Regions from separate parts of the Anser cygnoides genome. Here region 2 is linked to region 1. The links are chromatin contacts, called in public Hi-C maps. All regions are on one chromosome and are shown on one strand. Each heading gives the region's core, a stretch centred on a gene start, on an enhancer-like site or on the middle of the called end of the contact. The rest is flanking DNA. Distances are from core to core; before and after follow the strand shown.

Region 1 (3,724 bases), core at 436-2,935:
ACACTTACTCCTCCTCCTCCCTGTATCAGTAGGCTGATACAAAAAAAGGAAAAAAAGAAAAAACCCTCAAGTATTGTGAGATCTTCAAATCCTACTTAAGTTCAGACATTCACATCAAAACCATCCTATTTTTAACAACGTGCCACTACTTAGCTATGTACTTACTTAACCAAGTACCTACTTTAAACTAGTCAGTTTGGTATTCACTCCAGACTTAAACCTAGAACCTTCTTGCTTACGGTATGGAAGGGGGCAGGGGAAGTTCAAACAAGCACCTGCATATCAGAGTTGTTCTAGCTTTTCATTTACTCCCGTAAGAGCTCTCCATTTCAAATGTTTCCCACAAATTCTTCTTCCCTCAGACTTCTAAGCTGCCCTTGATCTCTCCCCAGCAACCACCATATCCACCAGAAAGTCCTCTGCACACATTCCTGCCTTTTTCTGCTCCTCACAGACCGCTGCCATGCCGCTGCCCTTATGCTACCTCCATCAGTACTGTTTCAAGCTGCATTACAATGACCAAAGAAAGAAATTTATTCTGAGAAGAGTTATTTCCTGTCTTTAGAAGACCTTTAGAAGTTCTTTAACTTACAGACAACTTCAGTAACGGTTAAACTACAGTCAGGGACATTGCCTTTCTCACAACTTTAATTTGTCCCCCTCTTTCGTATCCCTTGCAACCCACCACTCTAAGGAAAAAGCAAACAAACATGCAGGTTCTACACTGAAATCTGAAGCAACCTCTAAAATTCAGGACCTGATGGAGTGCAGCTTTTGGCGCCATCCTGCACGCAACCCAGCAGAGTCCTAACAAAAGCTTTATAAGTTCAATCTAAAGTTCCCTACAGCCTCACCGAAGTCACCAAACACATCCTTCTTCCCAGAATGCAGAAGATGTCACTTACAAATTGTTGAAGTACCTCCCCTCTTAAAAATAAATTTAAGCCCAAGTGTCATTCAGTGCATTAATGCCTCATGGAAAGCCTTCCTAGGAAGCTCCAGGAACTGACCACATTCAATGTTTGACCAGTACAGAACTACGGAGACCTGCTCATGCCTCACATCACCAAATTATTCTCATAGCTGGCCTGCTGGTAACTAAAGCACCCCATGGCTTGGGAACACCAATAACATACTTCCTTCTTATCAGACTACATCGATTTTATAATAATTTTATCATTTTATAGATGCTATTATTTCTTTAGATGGGAACCAGAGCTAGGATTTACATTTGTACCTCACACCCCCCAAGACACCTAACATTTCAAGGGTAAAGAGAAAGCTCCTCAAATCTCCATCCCAAACCCTTTTAGGGCACAAAGCTTCAACACAAAAGGATGAGAAAGGAAAAAACAAAAACAAAAAAAAGAAAAAACAAATAGAGAACCCCACTTATGATTTTATGGCCGCTGGGGAGCGAGGCAGAAAGCCTCCCATGAGGCACACGAAGGCCTCCCCTCCTCCCCCGACAGAAAGCAGCGCAAAAAGCCCTCTCCCCTCCTCTCCCCTCCGCTCCCAGCCCGGTCCCGTCCCGCTGCTCTCACCCCCGGGCCGGGCCGGGCCGGGCCGGGCCGGGCTCCCCCCGCCGCAGCGGCCCCTACAGCCGCAGCGCTCCCCGCCGCCGCCGCGGCCCCGCCGCCATCTTGCACGGGGACGGAGTGGGGCGCCGCCGTAAAGCACGGCTGTCGCAACGCGCCGCGCTCCGCAAATGGGGACTGCGGCGCGCCCGCCGCGACTCTATGGTCCCGCTCCTCTATGGCCGGGCCGGGAGGAGCAGGGGCGGGGCTGGCGGCCGTTAGGGGCGGGGCCCCTGCTCCCCCCGGGGACCAGCGCCTCAGCAGCGCTCCCCTGTCAGGGCCCGCACCAACACCACAATAAAGATACGTGGGGGATCCCCTTGTGCTGTGCTGGATAGGGAGGGGGCAAACTTGGAACTTTATCATTGCAGGCGGATGAAAGCCAGGCTATGAACTGCAACACGTTAACACCAACATCAGTCACAAGCTACACAACGTCCAAGTTGACAGACGGCCAGGCCAGGAGCATTTTCAGAGCCAGGGTTTTAAGAGCTCTCAGCACCTCAGACTTCTTGCTCACCATGTGTGCAGGCAGCAGAGTACCTTGTGCCTCTTCGGCCTGCTCTTTTATTTTGGTCTTGCTACAGAGAGGAGTTTGTTGCAGGACAGATTTTGGTTGCAACAATCCAGTGTTTCTACACGGGTTTGGGACCAACTTAGACCCATTTTGCCTGTTCTACAGTTTCTTTGTTGGAGTTGTTCTTATCTAAAACACACACGTTAATATAGTTTCAATTCTTAATCTTTATTCAAAACAACAGACAGAGCAGAGGGGAAAGGCATAAGGAGGTGTGATGGGACTGTACAGTATCACTGTATCACTGGAGGGGGACATTGCTCAGGCCTTGCGGGCTGCCCGCTCCTCACGGGGGCTGGGTTTCTCATCACCATACTGGGCTCGGTGGGCAAAGTGTTACTGCAGCAGCTGGAGCTGCCTTCTCCCAGGAGTGACTGCTGACTCGGAGCTGACGTGGAGTATGATAGTCCCCTCATGCTTCTCACTTGCCATATACTTCTGTCACTCCAAGGGGGTAGCACCAGGAGTCTAGAGAAGAGCCAGCAGCCTGGCCTCAGACTGGTAATGATACCCGTGGAAGATCAAGTGTAAGACTGATCAGAGGGCTAGGAAAAGCAGGCAAGTATATCCTATTTGGAGGGACAGTGTTTCAGTTACCTAGCAGAAGCAGAGAGGTAAACTCCTTCTGCCCTGCTGGTCTCTCGCATTTAGCCAGCTGAATGCATGCTGCACCGAGTTCAAGAACAAACAACTAGTAAAAAGAAAAACACACCTGTCAGCAACACAAGCAAATCCCATGGTCTTCTTATTGCTGGAATTGGGGGAAAGAGTTTGGGAAGGTCTTAAGGAGATCAGTGTGGGTTTTTTTCACCTCAACACTGCCTCGTGGGGCTGGAAGGTGCCATACACACCCTTCTGTGAGGTCATGGGTGGCTGCCCCACCTCTCTCAGGATTCCGGCCTTCTACCTCATAAGCAGAAAAGGCTGCAGACCATCAGCCTCCAGCACCTCCAACATCTTCCAATATCTCATGGACATAACACCTTACACACCTGCTTTTGCAGGGAAGATGTCTTTCTTTTAAGACCACCAGGAACAAAGATCCATCAAAAGGTAAATACAAATTGTGTGGATTTATGATCTTCATTCCATGTCCTTCTTCCCCAATACTGCTTAGAATTTGTTTTCAAAATGCCTGAAAAGTACAATAGATTGGTTTCTATTTGACTCCACTATTCTCCTACAGCAGTGATTAGCAATCTCACAGATATGTACTGAGTTCGTGCTTTTTCTTCCTAAATTAGAATGTACATTTGCACATAGAAAGTGAACAGGAGCCAGGAACTCCTGCCTCTCCAACACTCAAAGTATTGCTGCTTCTGCTGATCTCTTGCCTCTAAAAAAATACCCCTAAACTGAGTGCCATGTGGGTCAGGAGCAGGGAGAAGTCATGTCTTACAGAAACTAGATGTTTCAGGTCACCATGTCACCACAAACCTTTTGTCTAAGTAAGGAAATGCTTTTTGTCTCCTCCGAATTCCCTCTCCTGACCCCCATCACCCAGTCTGCGGCTTCTGCTGGTCCTGGTTTTTCATTCCAGCCGTGGCCTCTCAGCCACCTAAGCTCCCAA
Region 2 (3,724 bases), core at 565-3,064, 150 kb after region 1:
TGTTTCCCCCCCTTCAGGCCAGGAAGAGGACACCAAGCCATCCCCATCCCTTCTCAGGCCCCCCAAGTACACTACCACAGGGTCAGCCCACTCAGGATGGTCCCTGCCCCTGATAGCCTGCTCCCACCCATGTTCCCCAGCTGAGGGAAGCCTGCACAAGGCCTGAGGCCAATTCAGTGCCAGGATCGACAGGGACAGCCTGCCAGGACCCACTGCAGCCACCAAGGAGCCACACTCACTTGCAGAAACCTGTGTTCCCTTTAATGTGGACATGCTCTGAGATGCCAAACAGAAACATACCCTCACCTGGAGCCAAATCCCACAGAACCCAGCACACACTGGGAGAAACATGTGCCCCTTCCTTCACCATGGCCTTCCTACCATCTCCACAGCGAGAAGCCACCAGTAAGGCAGCTGGCCCAGCCCCAGGCTCTCCTTCTGCCATCCTCAGTAGTGCAGGCAGGGTGTGATGCACCAGTAGAGGGTCTTCCAGGGTTTCTTTTGGATTCCAGGACTGACCAGGCAATCATTCACAAAAAATGTAAGTCAAGTAAAAACAGATAGGAAAAAAAATTTATTTAGTTCTTCTCTACCAAAGCTAGACAGGTATTTACAGTTGATTGATTCCTCGAGGCTTTACTCCAAATAACATGGGTGCATGAGTTATCACTCTCCCCCACATCCCATGTGCTATCCCATGGTACTAGCTTTCTCCAGAACGTCCTCACAATGCTCAAGCCATGCCAGGTGAGCCTCATCCTCCCTGGCAGTTAACATCAGAGGTGTCCCTGCTGCTGGGTGAGCTGTCAGACCACAGCCCAGCTTATGGTGAGTCCAAATCCTCACCGAGTACGTCTCCTTCTTTTATGCCTTTTCTTATGACCTGTGCTCCGTCCTTTCAAACCAGTTAAATATAAAGCTGGTGTCCACGATGAGCTCGTGCTCCAGCTAGAATCACCATCCTTGGGTTTACACAATTATTTTAATAATTCTCTCACTCCCTTCATCTCTGCTTTTGGGGGTCTGTGGTGTTACTGCTAGTTGAGTGACAGGAATTTGGGGAAGGGAGGTGGCATCACCAGGACACAGCTTGTCATGGCGGGGCTTTGGTCAGCCCACACAGTGCAGCGACTCAAGCTGTGCCCACCCGGGAGTTCTACAATCTGAGGGCACCCCAGATGTAGTCGTGCTGCATCGTGATGGGCTACGCCATCCCCAGTCCTGCCCTTGCCTGCGCATCCCCTGTCGGACACCACCGCCACAGCCCCCTGTGCACCCCGGGCCCCACAGAAGCAGCACGGTCAAGTGAAGAAGATCTCCCTGACGTATTTCAGCACATCCTCCTCGGAGTCCTCCCCCACCGTCCCCTCCGCACCGGCACCAGGAGGGGACGGGAGGCCGGGGCTGCGGTCACCGCCCGTCCCCACACCAGCTGCGCTCTCAGGGCTGCTGCTTGGCGCCGGCTGTTGCTCCTGCTCCTCCTCCTCGCTCCCGCTGCGGGCCTTCTCCTCAGCTCGTTCCCTCCCGAGGCTCTGCCCAAAGAAAGCGCAGCCAGCCCGGGCCGTGACCAGCCCCGCCCGGGGCCGCGCCGCCTCCCGACGGGGGGCCTCCCGCGGGCTCACCTCGGCCAGCACGCCCAGGGCCACGTCCACCAGCTCGGCCTCGTTCATGCAGTACACCGTGGCTGCCCCGGGCTCCGCCGCCGCTTGCTGCCGCCTTCCCCGCCTCCGCCCGGCCCTGGGGAGCGCTCCCCCGGCCGGCTCCCCGCTCGTCCCCCCCCGCCGCCCCCATCCAGGCGGGCAGCAGCCGCCGCCGCCCCGCGCCCGCCGCCATTTTGTGAGCCGCAGCCCGGCCCCGCGGGGCGGGACCCGGGTGCCCAGGGGGGGCCCGGCCCGGCCTCGGGGCCTGAACCCGGCGGCGTTTAAAACAAAATCACGTCGGCACGAGTCTTGTGACACAGTGCTCGGAAGGAAACTGCAGCCCGGGTGGGAGCAGGCCTTGAAATACAGGCAGAGGGCACTGCAGGGCTGCAGCCCGCGGGACGCCTCAGCGAGAAGGAGCGAAGCAGCAGGTCAAGGTGTCAGGATAAGGAGCAGCACAGACAAGGAAGGGAGCTGGAAGAAAGACCTGTGCTTGTGCAAAGGGCTGTTGCTGCCCCGTGTCTGCCCTATGCAGGGCGTTTGCCTGTTGCCTCCTTCACTTGATGTTTGTCAGTAGTGCTTCAAGCGTTGGGATCCTTTATGTGCGACACACTATCACAGTATAAGGGGTGAGCAAGTAAGTTGTTTTTTTCTGAGAAAGTTCACCAGAAGAGCTTAACAGGAGTTGGATTTAAAAAAAGGATCACGTAAACATCTAATGCACCTGTTTATCTTCCTCACAACACGCTGATTTCTAGTAGGGGGCGTTAGAGAAGGAAAAGGAAGGTATGAGAGCTTCTGTAACTGAGTTACATCCGTTCCCTGCTTGAACAGGCTGTTAAAAGTTCCCATGGCTGCTCCCAACCCAAGCATAAAGCCCTCCAGGGAAGGGAGTATAGCCAGAAGAGGAAGAAAAAGGGCAAAGAAGAGCCTGGACAGTAGCCCAGTCTGGGGAGTAGCAAAGCTGTACGTTGTGGAAGGCACCAGAATGGCAGGGTTGGTGGAAAATACCAAAATTGCCTTGTCCGAACCATAGCCAGGATGGAAATAATAACAGTCACCTCGTGGTCCTATACATAGTAGCCCCAAGCAAAGAGCCCTGTGAGCTCTCCAGGGACAGCAGCATGCAGCACCCTCAGTCTCCCCCTGTGCTGGGACGCCTCTCAGGGTACTCCTTCAAGGAACAAGCTCATCTGCAGACAAACACCGACAAGGGAATAGGGTGAGTAATTCACACTAGGGGGTAATTTGGAAATGGGCGACTGGATTTAGACACCTACCAGGACCCTGCAGTAAGTTTTGGGTGAACCTTGCCCTTCCCGATTCTTTAACTAAGTCGCTGTTTCTACTGTAGCAAATTCTGTCGAAATCGTTGTTAAATTGGCTGATGATCAAATGCTGATGAAGAGCTGTTAAAATCATACAATCTAACTTTGTTATTTATAAAACTAATCCTAAATTGCTGCTACATTAAAGTTGTGTAAAAAACTATTCCACAACGGCCCCTCAGGGCAAAGGGCTCAGCCCCAGGTGCACAGCACACACCACGCTGACAGCCCCACGTGTGCCCAGAGCTGATTCCTGGCCCTGGTCTGCCAGGGCGAGAAGCAGCCCCCAGCATCCCTACCACTATCCCAGGAGGGATACCCACCACTATCCCAGGCTCAGGACCCACATCACTCTGAATGGCTAGAGGTTCAACTCCCATATACATGTTAAGCTTTCCCCCTGAGTACACTGGGGTTTTTCTGGATACCACTGCCTATATAGTAATGTTTCACACCTGCCCTGCCCACCCCAAAACCAGGCAGGAAACCTCTCACTATTCCCTCTGCTGAGCTAACTGGCTTAGAAAACAGTCTGCATGAAAGGGCTTTTGTTGTTACTGCTTGGAGTAAGAGCTGGAAGCTGCCTGCGGTCCCCATCCCTCAGTTCCCAAGCGATACAAAAATGAGATTACTTAGCACATACCTTCCCCCCATCCTGGGTTCCACGCAGAAGTGTAGCCCAGCTTGAATAAATATGACTTTAAAAAGAAAACAAAAGCTGGAGTCCTGCAGCCTATAGCCACGTTTGCCCCTGCA

Evidence for each region. A called contact is a pair of places that touch in the nucleus more often than the background predicts.
Region 2: a contact with region 1 is called in a Hi-C map of liver, with 1.9 times the contacts expected there. The contact joins the promoter of CYREN here to the promoter of WBP11 in region 1. A contact is called at or near these places in 2 of 7 Hi-C or Micro-C datasets (both in liver).

What each region holds. Positions count from the first base shown.
Region 1 is chr1:45,588,393-45,592,116 of Taihu_goose_T2T_genome, forward strand. WBP11 (WW domain binding protein 11) reads right to left here and starts at 1,686. Exons shown (of 12, transcript XM_048061271.2): 1 at 1,545-1,686. LOC106045755 (a long non-coding RNA gene) reads left to right here and starts at 2,698. Exons shown (of 3, transcript XR_007162344.2): 1 at 2,698-3,207.
Region 2 is chr1:45,740,458-45,744,181 of Taihu_goose_T2T_genome, forward strand. CYREN (cell cycle regulator of NHEJ) reads right to left here and starts at 1,815. Exons shown (of 2, transcript XM_013182544.3): 1 at 1,623-1,815; 2 at 547-1,532. The coding sequence starts at 1,670. The coding sequence ends at 1,302.